Regions from separate parts of the Mus musculus genome. Here region 1 is linked to region 2. The links are chromatin contacts, called in public HiCAR-type maps. All regions are on one chromosome and are shown on one strand. The core of a region is the stretch at or near the end of the contact, and the rest is flanking DNA. Distances in the headings are between cores, read along the strand shown. Region 1 overlaps Atxn7l1 (ataxin 7-like 1). Region 2 overlaps F730043M19Rik (RIKEN cDNA F730043M19 gene).

Region 1 (7,775 bases), core at 784-3,283, 220 kb after region 2:
GTGTAGGGAGGAGGGGGTCAGCCTGGGAAGTGCACAGAGGCTGTGAGTTCGCTGCAATAATAATACCGTGGCTTCTTCCAGCCTATACCTTAAACTGAAGTGTGGTGGGGGGGGGAATTTGTGTTTTGTGGGTTATCTTGTCTCAATGGGTCCTTTGCTGGTTTCTACCTCTCTCACACCTTCAACAGCCAACTCCTGCCCCTAGTCAAAACCCCATTCAGTTCCAACCTGAGGGGCTGGCGAGTGTCTGGGCACAGGCCTAACTCCAGTAGACCCAACTGAAAGACCTCAACCGCAGGCCTGACACCCACTCACTCACTGCCTGCTGGACAGAACTCTCTGCGGAGGAAGGAAGGGGGCATTTTGATGGCCCTGGTGGGAGGACAGCTTGTACACAGCATCCCAGCTTCCTTTGCAACATCCTCCTGATCCCCCAGACTTGAATGTAGAACATTTATTTATTATGCTTTGAGTTTACACCAGCAAATGCTGACAGTTTCTGGCCTAGGAACTCTCTTCAGTTTGCTGCCGTCAAGGCCCTTACAGACACCTCACATTTCTAGAGACCTGGCACCCTTCCTAATCACCCCCTCTTCACCATTAAACATTGCCACCCTTCATGCCCAGAGAGCTGTGGGAATATCTGCTCTGCAGGACTCAGGTGTCTGCTGGTGCCTACCAGAGACAGCACTGAGCTTCAGAAGCCCGGGGCTCCCTGAAAGGTTGCCACACATTCCCGTACTGTGCAGGTGTGGTTAAGCATTTTGAGTAATTCCCAAAGAGATGAAGAGGCTGGAGGCATCAGAAGGACAGTTAGCAGTCACTTCCCTGGAAGCAATCAACACTCAGGCAGTGAGGAGGAAGTGGAGAAAGCTCTCCTTCCCTCAGTCATCCTTCATCTCCCAAGCCAGTGTGTCCTGTCTGATCCTCCTGTGGAGCGTCTGGACCGGGGCTACAGGCAAAGTGAGGTGTAAGGTTAGCAGCCTGTGTTCCTTGTGCCTTCAAGTTCAGCCCCACAGAGGAGTACAGCCACGCTTTTTCCTGCCCCTGCCGGAGGCACTGCCAATTCCAGGTCAGGGAAATGACTTATCTATGAGGCTGCGTGGAAAGCCTTCACCAAGGGCTTCGTAAAGCATAGGAAAGGCCACCCTGACAAGTCAGTGAACATGCTCCCACTTAAATGGATAAACCAGGAAGGCAGAGGTGGGGCTGGGGACATGAATGGATTTCTCCAGGCAGCCGTCAAAGAAAGCAGGCATCCTTAGGACTCCAGTGGCGCTTTCTGCTCTGCAGCCACTATGCCCAGAGCACCAAGGACCTGTGGGACTATTTTAAATAAAATAAAGTATTTGCAAACTGCATGGTCCTACTGTCCTGCCCTCTGCTCTCACCCTGTCCCCTATGCCGCCCTGAATCAGACTCAGAAAGTCTGGGTTCAGAGTGCAGCATTGATTTCCCCGAGTGGTTCTCGAAACATTTTAGCAGCTGGTTGGGGGAAGAGAAAAAGAAGAAGAAGAAAAAAAAAATCGCCTGACAACGTCACACTTGTTGGTGGATATGTGCATTTAAAAAAAAAATGTAGTCTTAATGCCAAATCCTATTTAGTCTCCTTTTTTTTCTTACATTTTTGTTTGTTTCTTAAACCAGAGAGAGAATTTGACCCAAATAAACACTGTGGAGTATTGGATCCCGAGACAAAGAAACCTTGCACAAGATCCCTCACCTGCAAGGTATTTCTCTTTCCATAAAAAAATACTTCCTGCTCTTGCTGGGGCCTTTGTCGAAATGTTTGCATGCCACTCTCTGCACACGGCAGGGTGTGGAACCTCGACATGACCTCCAGCTGTTCTTTGTAAGGGAAATGGCTTTCTTCTCTGTCCACGGTAGCATAGTGCCTGCCTCAATCTGTCTGGCTTTTTAAGGGGAAGAGAGAGAGAGGGAAAAAAAAACACCCTAGGCTTCCCGTGTTACTTGGGAGGCCAGACAGTAAATTGTATTTATAGGCACTCACAGGCGGTTCTAAAGCCTGCTACGTTTTAATGTATGCAGGAGCGGCGGCGGCGGCGGCAGCGCCCAGAAAGGCAGCCCGGAGGGGAGGATGAGATACTGCGCTCTGATCTAGCTACTCGGGGTGACCAGGGGACAGGCGGACCCCAGGCCACCGCTACGGGGTAGCCTCAAGCCCCAGGTTTCCTCCTGTCCTTCTAGTGCCTCTTTGGACCCAGGCTCTGCCCTCTCTGCCTGGTGGCCCTGAATGCATGGGCCAACTGGAGCCTCCTACCCACATCTGGATTGACTTTAGCTTTCCCTCGCGGGTGACTTTCATCCGAGGCTGTCCTGGGTTCTGCACAGAAGCTATCTCATGCCATTTGTCTGGAGGAAGCCTTGGCTTCTTGACACCTGGAGTGTAGGGCATGGTTGCATTCGAGCGGTCTCTGCCTCTTCCCAGCCTCAGAACAGGAGCTGTTGTCTTGAAGTTGACTTTTTCAAGCACCTTTAAATGCCTATGGTTGCAATTTCGGAAATGCAGGCCGTGGGGAAGCAGGTGTATGTGCTGATCAAAGAGGCTGTGCTGCTCATGTCTCTTCTCCTTAGACACACTCGCTGAGCCATCGGAGAGCAGTCCCAGGCCGGAAAAAGCAATTTGACCTCCTCCTGGCGGAGCACAAAGCCAAGTCCCGGGAGAAAGAAGTGAAAGAGCACCTTCTGACTTCCGCTAGGGAGATACTTCCGAACCCTCCTGGACCCTCGCCTGATGCTCCGCAAGCATCTTCCGGGAGCACGGTGGCAGAGCCGAAAGTAGCATCCCCACCAAAATCCAGGCCACTCAACTCTGTACTTCCCAGGTAAGTCGGCATGGGCCTCGAAGCAGCCCCAGCCCCCCTCAGTCCAGGCCCTCTTCCTTGCCAGCTGTTTTGTGTGTGGCCTGCCGGTTCTTTGAGGAGATATTTTACCCCAACCTTCTAAGGCTCTGTGAAGTTTAAATACGATCCTGCGCCTAAGGGGCTCAGCCCCGATGCCTGCCACATGGTGTAGTCGTCAGCCTTCCTAGCAGACCTTTTTATCAGACTGTGTGTTTTTACAGAGCCAGAGTGGGCTGGAAATAAACGCTGGAAGATTGGCACTTCAACCACCAGGCGACTTCCAGGCTGCCTGCGTTTTATGTTATTTGGAGACTCCTGGGGCAGAAAGGGAAAGCCTGGGTAGATAAGTAGTTAGAATATCTTATAAGCTCCCGGGGACCTCTTGTCACTTGTCACATGGTCTTATGACTTATTTCCACCACTTCCCTATGGTCAGGATGAAGGGCACGCTGGTGCTGTTGACGGCAACCCACCTGTTTGGGGTTTTATTTGGTTGCACTGAATGCGAAGGAAAAAAACCACGAAACAGAATTACAATCCATTTGGATTAAAAAAAAAAAAAACACTTTAAGATCTGTGAATGTTTGTTTTGGTGGGCAGGAGACCAATTTCCAGGTAACAGGAGTTGAACAAACCATACGCATACCAAAGTGTTATGAAGGGCTTGCTCCAGATGCAAGGCGCTGTCAGGCAAGGGCAGAGGAAAAAATGCAACCGGCCTCTGCTTTCCAAAAATCTAGAGTTCGGAAACCAGAGAAGATTCAAATGTCCATACTCGGCATATTAAGGAGATAATAAAATCCAGCAAGTATAAATATTGGTATTATCTGATTTTTTTTTTTAATGCATGGATGGGTCCCAGAGGGTCATTGTTCAACCAGCAAACCAGCTTTGAGAGACTATCTATAGAAAAGAGCAGGGAGTTGTTGGCTTTTAAAGCAAAAGTCTGTTTGGTAGCAGTTGCTCATGATCCTCTACCTGTTGCAGTTTGAGGCAAAGTGGTTCCAGTCCCACAGCAGAATCCAGCTGTGGTTAGAGTCAAGTTCAGCCTCAGGCGCTCAGGAGCAGAGAGCCATACCTGTTAGTATAAGGTCCTGGGATAACGGCCACCGTCACACCTTTCCATCCCTGTAGGCACGTGTGCTGTTGCAACCCACCTTTCCATCGCTGGACACATGTGTGTTGTTGCAACCCCCTTTTTTGCAAGAGCATTTTATAATTACTTCTCACTGTCATGCCAGCTATTGGCCAAAGGTGCCACCCTTGTTTTAGAGTCGAGAAGACAATTCCATTCCAAACTTCTGGACTTCAGTATTAATAGGCAGTAGCCCCCCATTCTCCAAGACCCTTTTTAGATGCTTGAAATTCAGGTAAAACCAGCCCTTGTATATACTGTGTTTTCTCCTATACGTTTTCCTATGATAAAATTTAATTTATAAATTGGGGCACAGTAACTAATAATAAAATAGAACAATTGTAAAAATACATTGTAACAAAATTATCGGCCTTACTTATCTTGCACTTTGGGACCATAATTATATAAAACAAAAGTTACTAAATTTCACATACTGCTATACTGTTGCAGTTGGTCTGAAAGTGGCTACTAAGGGACTGATAGAGTCAACACGTGGATACATCGACAACAGTGATTGGTATCCTGGAGGGGACATAGGGGGACTGCTCAGCATTTCATCACACTACTCAGAACTTCAAACGTATGAGCTGCCTATGTATATAGTTTTCCATTTAATAACCTTAGTCCTCACTTGACCATGAGTAACTGGAAAAGAACAATCAGGGGTAAGGGCAGACTGTGTGGAGTGGCTTTCAAATCCTTCGTAGATACTGGACACTTTTCTTCCATTACCACAGTACCTGATACTGGCAGACTGACCTCTACCTAAAGCCATATGTACCCAGGGCTGATGTCCCCCAGACCACAGTGGGCTCTTGAAGGATTCCCCAAGCAAAACTAGCTTGATAGGTATTTTTTTTTTTGTGAGGGGTGAGAAAGAGTCTCATGACGCCCAGACTGGCCTGGAAATCTCTACGGAGACAATGCTGAACTTAAACTCCTCATCACGCATGTCTCATAAAATCCAACTTAGATGTCTCTTTCGTGAAACACTTCTCTCAAGTTTTAGCTGATGGGGCCATTCTCTATCAGTGGTGACTTAGTTAACAGGGAAGCAGGGGGGAGAACTGCCAAAACCAGAGTGGGCAGGGAAGACCTCAAGGGTCTTCTTAGCTTTGTTCCATGTGCTGTGGGGTTTTGTTTTTTTGTTTTTTTTTTTTTTTTAGGTGAATGTCCACTTGTAGGAAACACTGAGTGTTTATGTTCTCTTTGGGAAGCAGGAGACTTGGATAAGTTTCATTTGGAAATGAATGTCTTTACAAAGAAAAGAGACAAAGCATTATGACAAACACTAGTAAGGGGATCATTCCTTAAGACAGGGCTGGACTCTTCCTAAGTGAATGATCAGGAGCAAAGTCCTCAGGTAGTGAAATCCTGTGCAGTCAGGTTGAAAAGGCATGGTCAAAATTTAACATCAAAATCACACAAAACCTTCAAGAGCATCTACTTGCTCCTATTAGTGATGTATGTAGTAGATATTCCATCAATACTAATAGCTAAAATGAATACTGACATCACACATAAATGGAATTTTTATAACCCTTTCCCAATTCTGAATTTTCTTTATAGAGAACAATAGCACATATTATTCATCTTTTGTTCATCTTTTCAATGACCTTATGCCCAACCCATTCTTGTCAAGGATTGTTAACAAAGAAACTTGGGTCTGGAGTTTGAAAGTCCTAACTTAAGTTGGACTTGGTGGCATATACCTGTCCTCTCAATAATTGGGATATCAAGAGTCTAACACCAGCCTGGGCTACAACGTGAGATAGTTACACCTTAAGTTAGATAAGAAGAGCTGCAACAGGGTTCGAAGCCAAACCCTCACCTCCATGCTTTCTTACTAGATAAGCTTACACATGGCTCTGATTCCCCCCAGACTCAGGTTGTCCAGCTATTTAGTGATGGGACCAGGGAGACTACTTAGTGACTTAGAGCACTTCCTTCTCTTTCTTGTTATTTTTTTTTCTTTGACAGGGGTCCCCCTCCTCCATATTACTGGCTGGGCTGGAACTCGCTGTGTAGATCAGGCTGGCCTCAAACTCACTGAGATCTCCTTCCCAGATGCTGGGGTTAAGGGTAAATGCTACCACACCCAGTACTAACTGCTCTTGAAGAGAACCCTGGTTCAGTTTTCAGCACCCAGCTGGTAGCTCATGACCTATAACTCCAGTTCCAGACTATTTGATTCTCTCTCTGGCCCCTAAGAACAACAGGCACACATGTGATGCACATAAGCAAATATCCCTAAACATGGTCATTTTGTTTTGCTATAAAAATTTATCTGACGCTGGGCAATGTATAAAGAAAATATGTTTATCAGGCTCACAATTCTAGTGACTAGGAAGTCCAAGCACCAGAGCACCAGCCTCTCATAGCCTCTCTCTAGCTGCATTATACATAGTGGAGCAGCAGAAAGGCAAAGTGCTGTCTGCAGAGAGAACACATGTGTGGTGGTCTGAATATGCTTGGCCCATGGGAAGTGACACTATTGGGAAGTGTGGCCTTGTTGGAGGAAGTGAGTCACCGTGTAGGCGGGCTGTGAGGTTTCTTAGTGCATTACAGAAGAGGGTCTCCTCCTGGCTTCCCGTGGAAGACAGTCTTCTGTCTGCCTGTGGATTTTAAGAATGTAGAACTCTTGGCTTCTCTAGCACCAAGTCTGCTTGCACGATGCCATGTTTTCCACCATGATGATAATGGACTGAACCTCTGAGACTTTAAGCCAGCCCCAATTAAATGTTTCCCTTTATAAGAGTTGCCTTGGTCACGGAGTCTCTTTACAGCAATCAAACCTCAACTAAGACAGAAGTTAGTGCCAGAAATAGGGTCTATTATGGTTGGAAAAGCTAAATGGAAGGCTTTAGAGTTACTTCTGCCAAAGAAAGTAGTGAATCAAAAACAGTATCGTATCCCTGGAGGGATTGCAGAAACTAGTGCCCCCTTCAAGGACCTGAAAGATGCAGGGGCGTGGTTCCCACCACATCTCCCTTTAAGTCTTTCTGGCCAGTGCAGAAGACAGATGGATTGTGGAGAATGACAGTTGACTATCGAAAATTAAATCAAGTAGTAGCTCTAATTGCAGCTGCTGTAGCTGATGCATTGTCCTTTCTTGAGCCCACCTGCACAGTAACACACTTCCTCCAACAGGGAGGTGTTGTTAACACACCTATTTCAACAAGCCCACATCTCCTAATAATGCCACTTCCCATGGGCCAAGCGTATTCAAACCACCACAACATGTATAAGCAAGGAAACAAGACCAGAGAGAGGTCAGGCTTCCTCTTGTATATGAAAGTTGGGGCCCTCAAAACCTAGTTATCTCCCTTGTACTACAACCTGAAGGTTCCACTACTTCAAAAACACCACCCTGGGAACCAAACTTGCAGGGTATGAGACTCTGAGAGACAGTCTACATTCAAATTATAACACACAGCCATTGACTCCATTTCTTTATCCTCTAAGAGACACATTTCTTGCCCCCCAAGAAACTAAGGATTATGGGTCCTAGCCCAGTCAAATGCATCTAAACTCAGATGAAAGGAGAGGAGAGCAAAGAGTCCATCTGGGTTGTGACAGACCACACTGTAGCTCCTAGTGGGAAGGAAGCCAGTAGAAGCCAGTGCCAATAAAATGTGAGTGCTACCCTGGATTATAGCCCTCACACATCTGGACAAAAGTATAAACTGGCTAATCCCAATGGCTCTTACACTGCAAGGGATGATGTGGAGCTAGGCAGACAGTCCTAAATTGCTGACTGAAGACAGGGATATGTG
Region 2 (6,768 bases), core at 2,742-5,241:
AAGAAAGAGCCATGCTCCAGGAAGTGGAGGATCATGCTAGACGTGAAGAGTGGCATCAGAGAATCAGCCCCAGACTCTCAAAGCTTCTCTTTTTTTGAGGAAGAAACAGACTTCTGTCTTGTGATAGCTCTTGTCACAAAGAGTTTCCCGTCACGGGGTAAAAAAATGTAACAGATGGACCCAGACGTCTGTTCACGACCATCTTGTACAGATAAGGGAGGCCAGACTTGGGAAGGAGCTCAAACCTTAGAAGCCGAGTTGAAACCAGGTCGGTGCCAGGCATAATGCTGTCTGTGGTCTCACCTCCATCGAGGATGAAGCAGCAAACTGCAGGAGTTCAGAACCAGCCTGAGCGATATATCAGGATCCTGGAGAAAGGGGGGATGAGGGGAAAAGAAGGAAGGAGAGGAGGAGGAGGAGGAAGAAGAGGAGGAGTGGGGGGAAGACCAGTGGATGAGATAAATGGGGTGCAGAGAAAGGGGAGCAGAAGCAGGGGAGGAGAGGAGCCAGGTCTTTTACTATATCCTAGGGCTTCTGAGTCAAGCTAAAGCTGGCCTGGTAAAACTTTCCAGTGACATGAACTGATACAAATTCACCATCATTTTTAAAGCTAGTTTTCATTGGCAATTTTGCTTATGAAAGACAGAATCCCACTCCCAGCAGAAGCCATGTGTCTTTAGGCCACACCTGGGTTCTTCTGGTTGGGGTGAGACTGAATAAGGATGGATGTTTTGATTTCCTAGCACTTCTTGAGTCCCTACTATGTGCCAGACAGTGGTCTGTGACTCATCTTGCAACAGTACTGAGCTGGCTGAAATTGGTTTGTGACTACTCTTATCACAGTGCTGAGTTGGCAGAAATTGTCACTCACCAGGCTAGAAACTAAGACTGAGAGATGCATTTCTGGAGACCATTTGTGGCAGTCTCACCAAGAAGAGTGTTTGCAGTCAGGTGGCTCAGAAATTCTTCCTGGCTAGAGACAGGGCTGTGTCCCTTGGCCCCTCTCACTCCTTTCTGTCCTTCAGAACTTCTTGAATGTCAAAAAGAATGCCATCTCTAGGGACCTTGATGACTTATGAGGCAGAGACTGGTGTTGGGAGCACAGCCTGGATGCCCGGTTCAGCTCTTGTTAGCTAAAGCTGATGCTGTCTTAAGAAATGGTTGCTTCTCTGCTGCTCAGCTCAGACTGAAGGCCGGGCACCACATTCTGCAGTGGCACCTTGCCTATTGATTCAGTGGATTGGTTGTGTCCAACTGCAGGTCTCTGAGCTTGTGCTGGGCTCTAGCACGCTGTTTTCCACCTACACATCGAAATAGCCCTGCCTGCATTACTTGGGGGCGGGGCGTGCCAGAGTGTCTTGTCCATTCACCCATGTGAGACTCAACTTCATGGGAAGTTACATGAAGCACACAGCTTAGAACTCCATGCTACTTAGAAATGGTTATGCCAGGCAAACGAAATAAAGATGATTCTTGCCACAGCCCACCTCATTTGGGTAAGTCATTTGCTATTTCACTAAGCCATGGAGGTGACGCCAGTGAACATGGATTCTGAAAGACTGTGTAATTACCAGTCATTGGTAGTCTTAGATCACCAGTAACATCCAGTCTTCCAGTGCAGGATCTGAATACACAGGCCAGGAGAGTTTTGCTTAAACTCTTCCTGAGTAAGACAACGTCCCAGTAGGGCAGGTCTCTGGACGGTTTGTCACACCTATGATCTCTTATCAGTATCACAGACAGCCAATATAAAAACACCAGAGGACTGCTATGCCCAGGCAGTAGACTTTTCTCCATGAGAATAAGCAACCTAAAAGGAAACGCTTCCTTTAAATGCATTTATAACCCCTACCACATATAACATCACAGTGTTGTATGTGCAGGAAAACAGGGAAAGCCAAGGCTGGGAGACTATACTGGCAGAAGACATACCCGATGAAGGACCGTTATCCAAACTCCACAAGACCCTCTTAAAACCCAATAGGGATATGAGCAACGAACATAGTTTTAAAATGGGCAAACTCTCTGAACAGATGCCTCATCAAAGAAGATATAGAGATGGAAGACGCATCCAGTACTCGGGAATGAAAATGAGAGCAACAGGAAGATGCCATCATACAACCATTAGCGTGGCTAACATCTAAAAACACTGGCAGTGCCAAACGCTGCCAAGACTAGAAGCAGGGACTTCACTATGCTGCCGGTGGAACCGCCACGTTGGAAGACAGCTTGGCAGACTCACAAAACTAAATATACTCTTACCATATGATCCGGTAATCATGCTTTTTGGGTATTTACCCAAAAGATTGAAAAGTTATGTCCACACAGAAACCTGCGCGTGGATGTTTATCTCAGCTTCATTCAGACTTGCTAAAATGAGGAAGCAGCCAAGATGTCCCTCAGCAGGAGAACGGAAGAAAGGAAACACTGTGGTACATCCAGACAAATGGAGTATTACTCAGCACTGAAAAGAAATGAGCTGCCAAGCCATAGAATGACACAGAACAATCTTAAGTGCACACACAAGAAAAAGAGCAGACCGGAAAAGAACACCTACTGGGATGGTTAAGACAAAGCTGTGGCTTTACAGGGGGTTAGCAGAGAGCAGAGATAAATAAGCCAGGTATTTCTCAGGGCAGTGAAACCACTACAATGGTGGATATACAGGGGTGACAGTGATGACAGTGTCAGACCCTCATCTGTGACACATGTGCCACTTGGCTGAGAAATATTCATAGAGGAGGAAGTTACATGTTTTGGAAACTGTACTTCCTGCTCAGTTTTGCCATCAATCAAAAACTGCTTAAAAGAAAAAGCCTATCAAAATAGCAGATGTGGGCCAGGCATGATGGCACGAATGAGTGGGTTCCAAACTAGCCAGAGCTATATAGAAAGATGCCTTAATAAACAAACAAACGAACAAACAAACAAATGAAAGAAAAAAAATCAATAAACAACAAATTGAGCTGAACATGGGACAATTTGTAAGTCTCTATAAAATAGTATTAAGAGACTGTAAGAACCACAACATACAACTCAGCTGTGTTATTCTTGCCACAGAGAGATGCCAGAATCTGTTTCCATTCCTGGGTCAGAATACCAGCCACAGCCAAGGCAGTTTTGCCAAATCATGGCAAAGGTTTAATGGAAGCCTGCTCCAAATTAGCATGTCCATCATTCCTGACACACAGGCACTCTGAACCATGGAAGCAAGATGTTTCCACCGGAGAGTCATGAGCAGAGTAAAGTGGCTCACGAGACCCTGGAAACAAAAGCACAGAGTACAGATTGCAAAGTGTCCAAACACAGCCAACTGCCACGGCCAGTGCTGCACACACAGCACACGGCACACACACAAGCTGTTCACCCTCCGATGGCAGGAAGGTTGCCACGGAAAGATCGGTGTCACTGGTGTGGGGTCAAAGAAGTGGGGAGGGGGGGTGTGCAAATTCTTTCTCTCTCTTAGAGGCTTAGTCTGTTTAAATTGCCAGAGGCTCTGTGCAACTGTCATCTACATGCAAGCAGCCTTACTGGAGTCTGACCTATTCTAGAGCTCTAGAGATGCACCCACGGGTGATACGATTGCAGAGCATAAACATGGTGGCATGCTTTGGGATTTTGGAGAGTTGAGTTTTAAAACAAAAGCTAAAAGCTAGTCCCCATCAGAAGCTCTGCACAAAACAGGACTTTTCATGATGGCTCCTTTCAGGATCTTGTAAGCCATTTCTTCTAACTCACCACTCAGCAGGAAGCTGTTCAGCCATTCAAGCTGCCAGAGGGAGTGCTTCTGTCTCCTTAACCACACCCAGACCCCCATTTCCACCCTGGGTCAGTTTAAGTAGTTTCTGAACTGTTAGCAAACCAGGCATCCATCTAACTCCAAGCCTCTAGGCCACTCCTGCTGCCACCCCCACCCTCCACCCCCTCCCTTCTGAACCAATCACAAAGGAAGATCCTTCTTGGTCTGGCACTTGCTGGCTGTGTGACCTTCAGCACATTCCTGCAGACGTGTGTCTCTGCGGGGCTGCCAACTTGCAAATGACTGGCAGCAGCTCTCTGCGAATTAGCACTCCACCCTGCTTGTGGTGAACAGCACTAATCAGATAGTATGATACAGGCTGTTTAGTGGTTGCGGTGTAGGATTGCAGTGTTAGGTTTGGAAGGAAGAGAGACATTGCTAGAAACCCTTAAGATAGTGATTGCTTGCCTGTCCGTGGAACTGAAGACATATATATATATATATATATATATATATATATATATATATATATATATATATATATATATATATATATATATCATAGCAGCTACCCCAGGGTTCTTCTGGCCCATTGCCTTACTTGGTACTCAGAGGTATCTTTCAGATTCACAGGTACCATTTCACCCCTCCCTCCCTCCCTCCCTCCCTCCCTCCCTCCCTCCCTCCCTCCCTCCCTCCCTCTCCCCATTGTTTCTTCTTTTCTGTTTGTTGCTTGTGCTTTGCTCTGTTTTGTTTGAGGCAGGGTCTCATGTATCCCAAGCTAGCTACCAAGTGAGGGGGGCTGAGGACCACCTTACATTTCTGATCCTCCTGCCTCCACTTCCAGAGCGCTGGGATTACAAATGTGTGCCTCCCTGCCCAGCCAACTCCCTGCTCCCTTTTCTTTAGCGCTTGCCACTTAGCTTGCCACTGGGTTCAATCTTGACCTCCAAATGCCAGCAGGCAGGACTCTAGCTTGGTCCCCAGGATGCACAGTGTTCGTTTTAGCAGACTAGTTTTTGGGAATTGCATTATTTTATTTTATTTTTGCACACTGCCAAACTCTGGCAGCACATGAGGAGGGTGTGAGCCCGTTTTATACACCACACCTTCCACTGGGAAAGCCCAGCAGGTCTCACAGGGGGTCGCCCTGGGAAACAAGAGTCCGGATTCTAAGCCTCCAAGCCAGGCTTCATGGAGACAACATTCACCCAGGAGATGCGGGAAGGTTGCTTAGGAGACAAGGCGGCTCTAACAACCGAGTTAGAACAGTAAATAAAATTGCCATCTGTTGAGTTCTTAATATGGGCTAGGCACCGTGCCAAGCGTTTTACAAGTGTTAGCTATCTCCTTTTTAAACCTGCTTAAATTGTGGAATAAAATACTCCTGGATTAAAGTGTTCAAAACAAATGCATGGTATAAGGAACAATCACAGGGCAAACAGTGCAGTTACCTCCAGGGTCAAGTCAGAGCATCCCAAGTCCTGGAGAATGGCCTGTTGGGGGAGCGCCCCTGTGGGCTCCCACCCTCTCCTCTCTGAGAGGCCCCACTGTGATTTCATGCCAATCCCTTCTTGTCTTTGGACTTTTCTCAACATGTGATAGGAAATGCAAGCTACACCGTTTGTAGCTTAGTTTTGTTTTCAGATGCTATGTCTTCTTGGGGGTTGCTGGAGATTGAGCCCAGAGCCTTGGAACATCCCAGACAAGCACGCTCCCAAGTTTCCATCTCATAGTTCAGGGCTGTGTAGTACTCCAGGGGGTGGTCTCACAGGTCTCCAACCATCAGCAGCACTGAGTTCCCCAATACCATCCTTCCAGTTGGGATCATCAGATTTTACAAACTGATGAACATGGATCCTATTTAGCTAGAGCTTCAATGGTGATGAAACTAATTTTTAAAATACTTAAGTTATTAATATATGCTATCAATCAATATATTATTAAGTTATTAATATTAATGAGTTATATTTCATGCATTCATCTGTCTTTTTTTGCCTCTTTTGCTGGGTGTTACACAGGTGGTTTCATGTGAATTGCTCTGTATTTTCCTTCATTAATGAGGCTGCCCCCCCAACAAAGACACACACACACTTGCAGACACACACACACACACACACACATTCACATACACAGAGATGCACACAGACACACGCACACACTCACACACACACAAGACAGACAGACACACACACTCACATACACTCACACTCACGTACACAGAGATACACACACAGACACACACGCACTCACCCATATAATACAGATACACACATGCACACACTCAAGACAGACACACACATAACACACACACACAGACACACACAGAGACACACACAGACACACAGACACACACACAGACACACACACAGACACACACAGACACACACACACACACAGACACACACACACACACACACACACACTGCTGTGTCTGTGCCTCTCCTGTCAGAACTTCCGGTTCTCTGCTCCATCCTTTTGCGTCTGTCTTTTTACCTCCTGCTCTTGTCGGTTTCAATTCTGGACACATGTTCTCTAGTGGTTTTGTATTGCACGTATTTTCTTCCGTTTCCATGCAACTACTTAATTCTCACAGTGGTTCCAGGAAGTAAAGGTTACCGATATGGCAGCAGAGAGGCCAGGTCACCCCAGACTCAGAGATGAGCTCTTCCTGCTCTGCTACACTCAGGCCTGCCCTTCCCAATGCTCCCAGTGCTCCCAGTGCTCCCAGGCTGCAGCCCAGCAAGAGCACCCCAGGGAGCCTCTCTCTTCCTCTTCCTTCTTCCTTCATCTTCGGCTTCCTTTTAATTTCATTTCCTGTTTCCCACTTAGGCAGCAGCCTATGACCCCCAGCTCCAAAGATCACCCTAGAGCTCTCCCTCCTGCTCCACAAAGCAGTCCTGTGAGGCGCTGTGCCTTCCTTCCATGAGCAGGCTTCCAGATCGCACACACCACATCAAGGCTCAGGTGCTGTTCTGTGTGAGCAGCTAAAGCAGGGGCGGCTGTAAGCACAAGGGCCGAGTACTGAT

Evidence for each region. HiCAR-type assays count read pairs that join an accessible place to other places.
Region 1: a HiCAR-type map of embryonic stem cells shows a contact between it and region 2, with 2.3 times the contacts expected there. The contact joins two enhancer-like sites. A contact is called at or near these places in 7 of 484 Hi-C or Micro-C datasets (the AML12 cell line, the HL-1 cell line, Th1 cells and 4 more), 3 of 115 datasets of contacts at active chromatin or transcription factors (embryonic forebrain and embryonic stem cells) and 1 of 9 other capture datasets (adipose tissue).

What each region holds. Positions count from the first base shown.
Region 1 is chr12:33,343,243-33,351,017 of GRCm38.p6, forward strand. Atxn7l1 (ataxin 7-like 1) reads left to right here. Exons shown (of 11, transcript NM_001374022.1): 6 at 1,648-1,730; 7 at 2,596-2,846. Among named protein-coding and RNA genes, the nearest start is that of Atxn7l1os2, 48 kb to the right of the region's middle. Within about 2 kb of position 2,034, at least 57 of the 459 cell types and tissues checked have an H3K27ac peak or open chromatin away from gene starts, as enhancers often do. A contact at or near this core is called in embryonic stem cells, where this site is marked.
Region 2 is chr12:33,125,635-33,132,402 of GRCm38.p6, forward strand. All of the region lies in intron 4 of F730043M19Rik (RIKEN cDNA F730043M19 gene), which reads right to left. Among named protein-coding and RNA genes, the nearest start is that of Atxn7l1, 18 kb to the right of the region's middle. Within about 2 kb of position 3,992, at least 61 of the 459 cell types and tissues checked have an H3K27ac peak or open chromatin away from gene starts, as enhancers often do. A contact at or near this core is called in embryonic stem cells, where this site is marked.